Linked DNA regions of Macaca fascicularis: region 2 is linked to region 1. Evidence: chromatin contacts called from public Hi-C data. All regions are on one chromosome and are shown on one strand. The core of a region is the stretch at or near the end of the contact, and the rest is flanking DNA. Distances in the headings are between cores, read along the strand shown.

Region 1 (5,722 bases), core at 1,346-3,845:
TGTTCCATGCCTTGGAAAGGTTGTGGCATAAAATGAAATTGCCCCAATTATTTGAATGATAATATAAATTAAAAAAGTAAGAATAGCTTATCTCTATTTCCCTTTTTATTTTGAGAAGCAGGGAAAAAGGGAATTTGGGGGTAGTCTATAGTCCTTTGAACGAACCTTTATTATCTTATCTTAGGCCATGTTGGAGAATTTTAAGAAACAGATCTTGAAGTTAGCAAATTGATCTGAAATAGGAAATGGATTAGTTTAATACCATTATTTGCATTTTTATGAGCACTTTATAACCATTTTCTATAATTGTGATTGCTCTTTACCCTTATCTATGTTAGGAGACACTGCTTCCCAGGCAAGAAGACTGAGCCTAGGGCAATTAATGGCTATCCTAGAGGTTGTGAGTATGGTAGCTACAGAATATAAATTTGAACCAGGCCTCCCTAATGCTTGCCACAGTTGAAAGAACAAGATCACCCACCAACCAATCCAAAATCCCCTTAGAAGAATTACTAAATAACTCTAAACTTTTTTCTATCTTTATATGCCTCATTGGGATCATTGATAGTAAGTCAGATGAACTGGGTGTGATTCCTGGCTCTATGATTTACCTTAGGCAAGTTATTTCAACTTTCTATGCCTCACTTTACTCGTCTGTGAAGCAGGAATAATAACAGTACCTATTTCAAAGGGTTACTGTGAATATTGATTATAGAATGAGGTAAAGAGCTTAGCACAATGACTGCATACATCTGTAAAGGTAGTTCTGTTGTTTACTAATATTATTCAATCAATAAACTGAAGAGCTGAGTCTTTTCCAACTATTTTGTTTTACAGAAGAGAAAATGGAAAGATTCTAAATAGTTTTATTGTCTATAATACTATACCTAAGGGAAGGCAGAGCTAGAACTCAAACTCATGGCTTATTTCCAAGCTCTCTTCACTTTATTTTGCTCCCTCCATAATTTAGTCTATATAAATCTGAGCAGTAAAGAGAGAAAATTTGAACCAAAAAAAAAATGTATGAGTGCCCACCTGGCTACCAGAATTCTATTCTGCCCTCTAATCCAGGCTCACCTCTAACACACGTGGGGCTACAAACCATAAGTCTAAATATACAAAGATATACATTGAGCTATCTCCTTTACTTGTACTTTGACAGATATTCCTCCATAATAGCCTGGAAGGTCAGGTTGAATTTCAAATTCTTGAACTCCTTGGATATGGGTTGGCCCTCTTTCCCCATGCCCTTCCATCTCCAGGGACCTGTGAGCAGCTGGTGTGAGCCCTGGACCACCACCTGGTTGCCTAAATTCCTTCTACACAAGTGTCTTCACACCTGTCATTGCTGCCTCTTGGTTAAACTCCTTAGGTCTAAGGGTGTGTATGCCTGCAGCACATTCCAGGAAGAGGCTTGTATGGCTGGGAAGTGGGTTCAAAGCCATCTGGACAGAGAATGTGGGGGTCCAGCAGATGCAAAATGTAGTTTAGAGAGGGGAGCAAAGCTGCTCCCTTGGCCCGGCCAACTCCTCACTTCCTGGGATGGAGGGCAGCAGAAGGAAGGCCAGGCTAAGGCCCTCTGATTACAGCACAGAGCCCAGGAAAAGGATCCATCTTATGCTAGGGTGGCACTGCTGCAATCATATCATTACATTTTAGGCAAAAGTGGCATGAATATTCCTTTCAAGGACTGAACACCTGTCTACCTTCTCTCTTATGGAGCTCTAACATGAATCCACTGGCCAGTAAGATCTATTTCCTATCAGTTCTGCAGGAGCTGGCATTTTCCATAGTTATTGATTATTCAGTTAAATACAAAATGGTTTACCCCTCATTAGGGCAATCAGCCTGTCATGATCACCATCCAGTGTCATGCAGCCTAATTCCCAGCTGGCTTGGGGCCTGGTAGAATTGTGTGACTTTATCCCGCACACCCAAGAGCACTGGCAATTAGTTGCCTTCGTGCTCCCTGTTTAGTACTCTAGTATGGCTGCACCCGAAGAACTGGAAAAATAAGCCTGCATAGCCAGGAGGACTCACTTCCCCATGATGGTTATCTGTAGCCAACTTCACAATGCCTTAAGAGAAAAAGGACCATCTATCTCCCATTTCTATCTTAGCAAACATTTATTCAAGTGCTAGGTCCTAACACTTCATTCTAAACAAAAAAAAAGTACTAATACACAGGGCCACTCTTTTCAACAACAGAATATCCATTTTCACCCAGCAGCACCCAACCTTTGTACTACATATAAAACAGTCCCAGAGCAAAACCAATGGAGAACGAAAAGGACAGTGGAGGGCGTTTGTGGGGGAAGTGAAGACAGTGACTAGTTGCTTGAACATAGCTCCTTTCTGAATACCACAGCATGTTCATCCTTTGAAAAACATTTAGCATTCTGGGTAAGAATGACCCTTTTGACGTTTTTCACCTGAAAATTCTAGGTGAGAAACTAGGTTTCTCAGTACAATGAGGGAAGGAACACCTCCCCATTCCCCGTCAGTCACAATTAGCCTCCCTAGGATTGTTCTGGGTTGCTCCTTCCTCAGCCACTGTTGTTGCAACCCTGTACTTTTCTGACTGCGTCTGTCAGGAAGGAGACAGGAAATTCTAGTCACCCTCACAGCAGCTGCGCCATTCCTCCTATCCTCCTCTAATGACGTCGGTTGGCTTTGGTGACACGAGGTCAGGAACTGAGCCACAGTGAAGGTCAGGAAGATAGGTCACTGTTTATGCCGTTGCTGGGCTGGGGACCCTGCTGAGGCTATTTGCTTTCTTCCTTTCTATACTGTTTCTCTTTCCGTTCCTCTTTTTATAATGGAGAGCCAAAGCATCCTGTTTTCAAAACATCTGACTGTTTTGCCACTGAGGAACTCATGCTCTGATGCATTTTGCTGAAGTGTAAGACAATTCTTCTAATTCAGGAGGTGATGAAAATTGAAACACAAAATTAATGAACAATTCTAAGAAGGCAATCTATCGTTAAGCAAAACAGCTAGCTCTAACATGTCTAATCGAATTTGGGCAGCTGGCAGGAGGTTCACTAGCCATCCTTTTCATGTTAAATAACAATACCATTGCCTTGTAAAACTTCTGCTGAACTTATTCCATCTTCTAGTAATTCTTGGAGGAAAATAATTTACAAGACTAAAGTACCTGGCAGCATCGTTCTCTAAAATTCTGGAATTCCATTTGGACCATGGCCAGCATTAAGGGATCAGAGAAATTTGGGCCAAAGAGAGGACGATGTTTCTCATCTAACTCTCTGGGCTATGAAATACATTTGAGAAAGTCTTTTAGGAGATTTGAGTCACTCAGTTTTCTTCAGAATTTAAAGGATTAAGGAAAACAAACAAACTGAAAAAGCACAACCCTAGCTAGATGAAGTAAAGATGAAAGATGCTTGCTCTTCCTCCACCAAACACAATTAACTCTCTACCAGTGGCATGTAGACTGCACTTATGTAATTCCCAAATACCCCTCAGCATTACACGATTTCACCTATCACCATTCTTAAGATCAGATATTGCAAACAAAACTTAATGGGCACTTAGCTGAAACAGAACTAGGAACACAGAGTTTTTGCAAAAATGTAGTGGATACTGCTGATAGGTACACGCCCTCTATAACATGTCTTCACATCACTTCCAGATCTTAAACTCAGAGACTTTTACCCTGGCTCCTTAGTTGATAAGGGTAAGCAAAATATGGCCAAATAAGACTACATAGTAATGGGAGTGATGATCAGGATAAAGTTTTAAAATGTCAACTTCAACTTGGATGGAAATCTCAGATAGTTTCAACAACATTGAAAAGTGAATATGCAATATAATTTTTTTTTTTTTTTTTTTTTTTTGCCACGGATAATTCAGTTCCCAAAGAACGGGTGCAGATCAATTTCTTTCTGGTGGTCACAAAAATGTTTGCATTGCATTATCTCGAACTCCTGGGCTCAAGCAATCCCAAAGTGCTGCCTCAATCTCCCAAAGTGCTGTGGTTACAGGTGTGAGCCACCACACCCTGGCCTCATTGCCTTATATCATACGTGTCATGGTGCATGTTATGCTTAAGTTTAACCTGAGACAATTATCTGAATAATCAATAATCTTTTAAAAGGTAGTAAAAAGAGATATTTTTAAAATTTATTCTTAGCTGTCAGTTGGGCATCATTCATGCACTAAATAATTGCTTTGCCTGACAATCTTTCCACTGTAGATCTAGAAAATGACTGAGGCTGCATGCTTTTTACTTAAGCTAACTGTGTCAGCATTGAAGGTTAGCCCTTTTGTTAGGGTTAGCTCTATTCAACTTTCATTGCTTCCTGCACACAACACCATAAAGGAGGAGCGGAAGCCTGAGGGATTGGAATCCTCACCCGTATCTACAGAGTGCCTGGTCTCAGAGCCTTACTAACTACTATGCTGAATAAGATTGTTTTTATAAATTTGCAAGACAGTCAATGTCTATTTCCAGCACTCTAGGCATGAATGGGATTAGAATACTACAGCATATTGACACTCAAAATGAAAATTAATGGCAACTTGTAGTCTCTCAGGGGGTACTCTTTTTCTCTTCTTGGAGTTAATTGTCTGCTTTATCTTGGTGACTCTAGTTAGCATATTTTAGTGACTACTGAAGTTTGCCATATTCTCTATGGTGAAAGCTATTGAAAAACTACCCCATAAATGTTGGATCTACATCTTGCATAGCCGTCAATTATCACAAAATACAGGGAACAGAGTGTCTGCTAACGCTCCAAAGTAGGCTCAAGCCTTGTGGAAGTCCTTCTACATGGAGTCCCAGTGTGATTTGGAGAAGTCACACAGCAAAGCCCTCCTCACAGGGAAGCAGTTGGTTGAGCTTTACCCCAGCCTGGAAAATCCCTGAGTTTAACCTTCAATTGAGACCTTCAGAGAAAAGTCAATAAATAGTTAATCCTCAAATGTGTTCTTTTCTTTTTTTTCCCTTCCAACTTAAACTCTAAACTAAAATTTTAGAAAGGGACTTATTTTCACCCTTTCATTAACCAATAAACAAAGAGTTCCAAGTAGGAAGAGTTCCCCCTCCCCTCCTTGAGGATCTCCTGAGGACACACTGCTTCCTCTGCGCAGATCCTCTGAGCGGCAGCCAGCAAGCCTTGATCCAAAGGTGGTACTTTTACCCCAGGAAAACTGGAGAAGGGACACACACTCACTGGTGCACCTCAGGGCTGGAAAGGGCATGCTGGCAGGTGTGGAACAAAATCTCTTCTCAGCCCCAGAAACATAGACAACAAGACGATACCTCAGGCTAGAATGATTGGGACTCTGAAATGTGCACTTATAAAGGTATGGTGTAAGGCTTTTTAACAAAGTGTATGTGTGTGTGTGTGCCTGTGTACACACACATATATAACTTTGTATAACTTTATAACAATATGTATTTAATATAATATTCTCCAAGGTAAAAATACAAACAAAAAGCAACAACTATCACTACATAAATTAGCACTCTAAGTCCAGGTGTTAATTAAACAAATGATACAATGATAGATAATTAAGGCTCTTCAACATTAAGCTTTGTCTAGGGATTGTAAATAAAACCATTTTGAGGGCAGTATGCATGAAGCAATTTCAAATGATTTCACTATGAAAATCAGCAAACGTAAACAAAAGAAAACTTCTGGTTTTGGAGACAAAGCACATTGTTTCTTTTTTATCTTAGATCATGAAAGCATCACAA
Region 2 (5,529 bases), core at 1,758-4,257, 67 kb after region 1:
TAATAACAGAGATTTTGAGATATAATTAACAGTAATTTTGGATGAATTGCAGGAGGTATATTAAGAAGATGAAGGATTAAAAGGCACTTTCCAGATGGAAATGGGTAAAGGAAGTAGTGTTTCCTATGCGTATAGTATATATCAGGGGCCAGGCCCTGAATTGAGACTATATATTTATTTTAATCCTGAATCCAAGAATCAGATGATATATAGAATTTGTTCACAGTGACAATATGAGAAAAAATCCCTGAGCTGAATATGTAAATGACATTTTGGGGAAAAGGCAACCAGGTAGAAGAAACAGCATATATGAAAGCAGGAAAGCAAGAAGATCCTGGTGTATTTCAGGGACATATACTCAGTGCACTTCAGCCATCAGTTGTGCAGGGGGGTGGCAGCGTAAAGTGGGAAATGATGACAAAGAGGGAGAGCAAAATTCTAAAGGCTTTTGCATGCCTGGCGAGACATTTAGGTCTTATCTTGAAGGCAAAGTGTAGCTAAAACAGAAAATAATATAACCATAACTGGGGTTTATAAGAATAGTTCTACTTTGGAAGGTTGAGGTGGGCAGATCACAAGGTCAAGAGATTGAGACCAACTTGGCCAACATGGTGAAACGCTGACTGTACTAAAAATACAAAAAATTAGCTGGGCATGGTGGCGGGTGCCTGTAGTCCCAGCTAAATGGGAGGCTGAGGCAGGAAATTCGCTTGAACCCAGGAGGCTGAGGTTGCAGGGAGGCTGAGATTGCAGTGAGCCAAGATCATGCCATTGTACTCCAGCCTGGCAACAGAGTAAGACCCCATCCCCCGCTCCCCCCACGCCCCAAAAAAGAAGAATTCTAATACCAGAATGGAAGCTGGTTTAGAGTGGGGAAAGAATGAGGACAATAATAACAAGTTGGAGGACCACCATAATACTTTAAGTACAGGATGATGGAACAATAAACAAAGGCAGAGGAAGTAGGGGAGAAAAGGAAAAAGAAAGATTAGAGAAAAAGACTAAAGGAGTTGACTGTGGTAGGCGAAGAGGGAGATAAAAGGGTGGATGATGAAGATGCTACTCAAAGTCAGGAAAACAGGAAAAAGGACAGTTGCGTAGGGGAATGAATTTGGGTCTCCAGATGAACCAAAAGGGGTTACCAGAGGTAGTCAGGTGTCTGGCATTTATATACAAACTTATCGGTAAGTAATGGGGGTTGGGGGTGTCCGGGGAATTAAGGAACAGGACTGAGGGGGGAAATAGGTTCTAAAACCAAGGGGATAATTTCTGACAATCAGATTTGAAGAAATTTGTCTGCTCCAGATGTCTCCCTAACTTCAATCCTGGAGGTGGAAGAGTCCAGATGTGTGAGGCGAATCTCTGGCTCTGACTCCTGGGGCTGTGCAGGTAAATAGAGCTGTCAAGAATGCCCAGAAAGAGGCAGATGTTTCCTAAAGGGTTCTGCCTGCCACGCCTGGGAGCTGCAGGACCAGGTTGCAGGCAGGCAGCAGCTAGGGTTTGGGAGGACACAGGCACGTGGACAGCCTCCTGTGGGAGCGCTGCGGATGAGGCAGCTGAGCTGAGAGAAGTGAAGTTTCTTCCCAGCCTCCTCCTCCACCCTTTGCTGCAGATCCCCAATGCTACAGCACAGTGCTAGCTGCATAAAGGTTGATTCATAGATGAGGGGATGCAGCTACATGCCACGCAGAGATGGCAGAAAGGACACAAGTGTGTGTGTTTGGAGGAGACTGTTTATTCAGGGAACTATATATATCAAACACAACCTTACTGGCAGACAATAGTGATTTGCCTAGATAATTTATGCAACCAAGTCAACTGGGCTGTGTAGAGCAAAAGGTGAGACTCATTTTTGAAAATGGGGTACTTCCCTTCAAGGTCTCAATTACAGGAGATGCTTTTGCACACAAAACATTCAGGCAACAATATCTGGGTATCTGCTCCAGCCTACTGTAACCAAAGAGAAAGAAAGGCCGGAATTAAAATGCAAAAGAAAGAAAGAAACTGTGTTTGGAGATAGGTCTGCTACAGTATAAACTTTTTCCTTTCTCTGGCTTACTGCTATAGCAAAACCTGATGGTTGTCTTTGTAAAAAACGTGTCTGTATCTAGGTCCCTGGCAGCGATTTGCCTCTGGGAGGGCCAGCAATCTATTTAATGACTCCATTGACGTCAATAGCATAACTGAAATACTTACTAACATGCATGATTCCAACTTTCAAGGGGAGGGTGGGTGGATGGTGTTTCTCAGCAGTACAAAAATGTGAAGTGGAGTCAACACGGAACGGACTCCACTGTTCAGGCAGCTAGTGAGAACTTAGATGCAGGTCTCATCGGTTTCATTCAAAGAGAAGAAATACTTATGCTAAATTTGCAAATTAATTTTGAACTAGTGAAATAACCATAATAAGCAGGATGTTATATTTGACAATACCTGCTTAAGGGAAACATTTTAACGTTTGCACTTTAGCTGAGGTATTAACGTTTTTATGACTACCAATACTTAATTTTAGATACGTATGAAATAACTGCAAATCAATATAAACAGCTCAATGTTGATGCTCTGTGGTAAACTTTCACAAGAGGGCTATTTTAGACAAAAACAATTATTACAAAACAATCATTTGGAAATTATTCTCAAAATAACTGGGGCTTTTCTGGTGCATTTGTGCTATCATTTTCTATGCAGGCTGTCTAAACACTAAAGGTGAGTAATTAAGGCAATTATTGCAATAATTCAGCACTCATAATTCAGAATAAGGAAGAAAACATCGTTTGATATTTCTGACTTTTTCTTTTTCCTTTCCTTTCTTTTCTTTCCTTTTTCTTTTTTCTTATAATTCCCTCCAATCCTTCCTTTATCATGACTGGTCACAGCTTTTGGTCACAAGATTGATTTTATTCCTATTTGTCCATAAGTGTTGTAATCTTGCCTGACAGTTCTTGCTTAATGTAGAAACCAAGCAAAGGTTCTGCTTATGCTGGGCCTCATTTCCAGTCATCTGATGCAGCACTGCTCTCAGGCTATTGCTGTGGTTCTCAGAGAGCCCGTTACCCATGCACACATAGACCCTGTCTCATCACAGGTCCTGAAAGCTCTGGCAAAAAATGAGAATGGAATCAATGTCATGACTTTCTGAATTCCTTAAAATCGAAGATAACTCACTGACCCTCTTGTCCACTACTTGAAGAGACCCTGCATCTGGTACACTCACATGAACCTCTGGAAGGATAGTCATAATCAAGTAAAGTTATGGGCAGAACCCATATGGAGAAATATGTTTCCAAAGAGAAAGCCTCTTCTTCTGTTTTATCAACTGGTAAAAAGCCAATTCCTCCCCAGAATGGCCTAGACACATATTAAAAGAAATGCATTCCGTGAGCACTGGAAAAACCTTAATTAAGCCTGTTTCTCACATAGGCCAACCTATTTCAGGCTTTACTGGAAAGCTCTATACTGTCTCATCAGATTTCTCCGAACACGGTCTTTTCTTGAAATGTATTCTAATTGGCTGGTGTTGAAAACCACCATAAATCAAGGCTATGGATATCCAGGCTTTCATATCGTTAGTATCTGCAGCAATCTGGCTTGAAGTCCTCAAAGTGATTCCCTAGTCATTTTGTTGCTATGGTTCGCTGTCATTTCCAGTGACCCATAGACTTCTGTGTTGTTTTTCATAACATCTCACCTGTTTCCAGTGATAATGTTTCTGCTCAGTAAATTTACTGATAAATTTTAGAAAAAGAAATTTAGTAGAGAGCACCCCACCTTATGTATCAAGTTGGCTGCTAAAATATTGTATACATGATACATATTATTTTACATTAAGACACATTTGTATGACTCAGATGTGCTAGTAATTAAAAGGATACTTCTCCAGTCCCTCTATAAAGCAAAAAAAAATCATTCTGTAAAGACAGTTGACACTTGATAATTTATCTTTTCAGTAAATTCTGACTGTCATGACATATGTATGATTACTATTGAAGAGCAAAGGATAGGATGGCGTGGCAAAAGGGGGACAATTATCACACACATGTGTGTATGCATGCACCCCATTTTCCTGTTGCAAATCGTTTTGGGACCCGAAATCCTGAGAATTACTTCAATTTTCTGTTGTGAATATGTACAGGTGACAGAATTCAAGTTCCTCCCTTGTTTTGGAGTTTTCTTTCTTCTTTTCTGTTTTTTTTCCTTTCTGTTTCAATCCTTGAGCACCATGTAGGGAGAGCCTGGAATTTATGCTTGTGAAAGGCAAAATGTGAAACAAATTCAGATGCTCATTAAACTATAACATTGGCATTTTCGACACCCCCAGGAGGATTTACTGTGTCTTTCTCCTCAACCTGGGAGCATATGACTTCCTCGTTCCTTCTGGGCTTAAAATTCTCCATTGCTCTACTCTGGCTTTCTTATTCGAAGTGCTAAATGCCAGCTTCTTAGATTTCACTCTTTTTGTTCAAAACCTATATGAACACACTAACATATATAAGCAGTTACAGAGTGTGTCTCAAACCTCTATTAACTTCAGTGCAATAACTAACTTTTCATAGAGAAAAAACACAATTTGAATACTTTTCACAGCAATAGAGATAAAAATATTGGCTTTTTATTAAAATTTTATTTTATATGTATTTTTCTTCACATAAAGTCCCTAAATTTTAGTATTTCTCCTGGTCAATTCAACACTTACTGTGTTCTTACTATGTGAAAATAATTACACAAAAGCACCACGAGTGATAAAAAGATAGATAAGCCATAGTCCCTGTCTTCAAGAGCTTTATCTCCAATGGGAGAGACATACAAGAAGCCTTGAATTAAATTAAATTGTTTAAGAGAATTAAATTGTTGCCATAGCAACTTTAATTGCTCCTTAATTTAAATAAGGAGCAATTATGACAACTTAAGAAAAAATAAGATGTCTTTGCAAAGGACATTTGCATTGAGCCATGAGAGCTGATAAGAACCTTGGTTGGATAGTGAGAAGAAGGGTATTTCTGGTGTGTGTGTGTATTTTTTTTGAGACGGAGTCTTGCTCTGTCACCTGGGGTGGGGTGCAGTGGCATGATCTCGGCTCACTGCAACCTCTGCCTCCAAGTTCAAGAGATTCTCCTGTCTCAGCCTCCAGAGTAGCTGGGACTGCAGGCACGTGCCACCACGCCTGGCAATTTTTGTAGTTTTAGTAAAGATGGGGTTTCACCATGTTGGTCAGGCTGGTCTTGAACTCCTGACCTTGTGATCCGCCCACCTTGGCCTCCCAAAGTGTTCAGATTACAGGCATGAGCCACCACGCTGGCCGAAGAAGGGTATTTCAGACGGAGAGTTTTCCTTTGATTTATCTATTTAATATTTCTGTTAATAATCAATTTATAAAAGTAAATGTACCAATTTACCATGGTTTCTGACTATTAGCTTTTAAAATAAATTGCATTTTTTCTCCTTTATATATTCAAAAAAATAAAGTGTTTTAAGATTTGGTATTTCTCTCTCTCTTTCTCTCTCTTCTTCTGAATTGCTCCTATACAAGAA

What was found. Hi-C and Micro-C count contacts between places; a contact is called where the count stands out from the background.
Region 2: a Hi-C map of liver shows a contact between it and region 1, with 4 times the contacts expected there. The contact joins two enhancer-like sites. A contact is called at or near these places in 2 of 2 Hi-C or Micro-C datasets (liver and skeletal muscle).

Annotation. Positions count from the first base shown.
Region 1 is chr1:168,337,281-168,343,002 of T2T-MFA8v1.1, forward strand. All of the region lies in intron 7 of PDE4B (phosphodiesterase 4B), which reads right to left. Among named protein-coding and RNA genes, the nearest start is that of SGIP1, 200 kb to the left of the region's middle. Within about 2 kb of position 2,596, at least 2 of the 6 cell types and tissues checked have an H3K27ac peak or open chromatin away from gene starts, as enhancers often do. A contact at or near this core is called in liver, where this site is marked.
Region 2 is chr1:168,403,959-168,409,487 of T2T-MFA8v1.1, forward strand. The region is part of intron 6 of PDE4B (phosphodiesterase 4B); the gene reads right to left. Among named protein-coding and RNA genes, the nearest start is that of SGIP1, 270 kb to the left of the region's middle. Within about 2 kb of position 3,008, at least 5 of the 6 cell types and tissues checked have an H3K27ac peak or open chromatin away from gene starts, as enhancers often do. A contact at or near this core is called in liver, where this site is marked.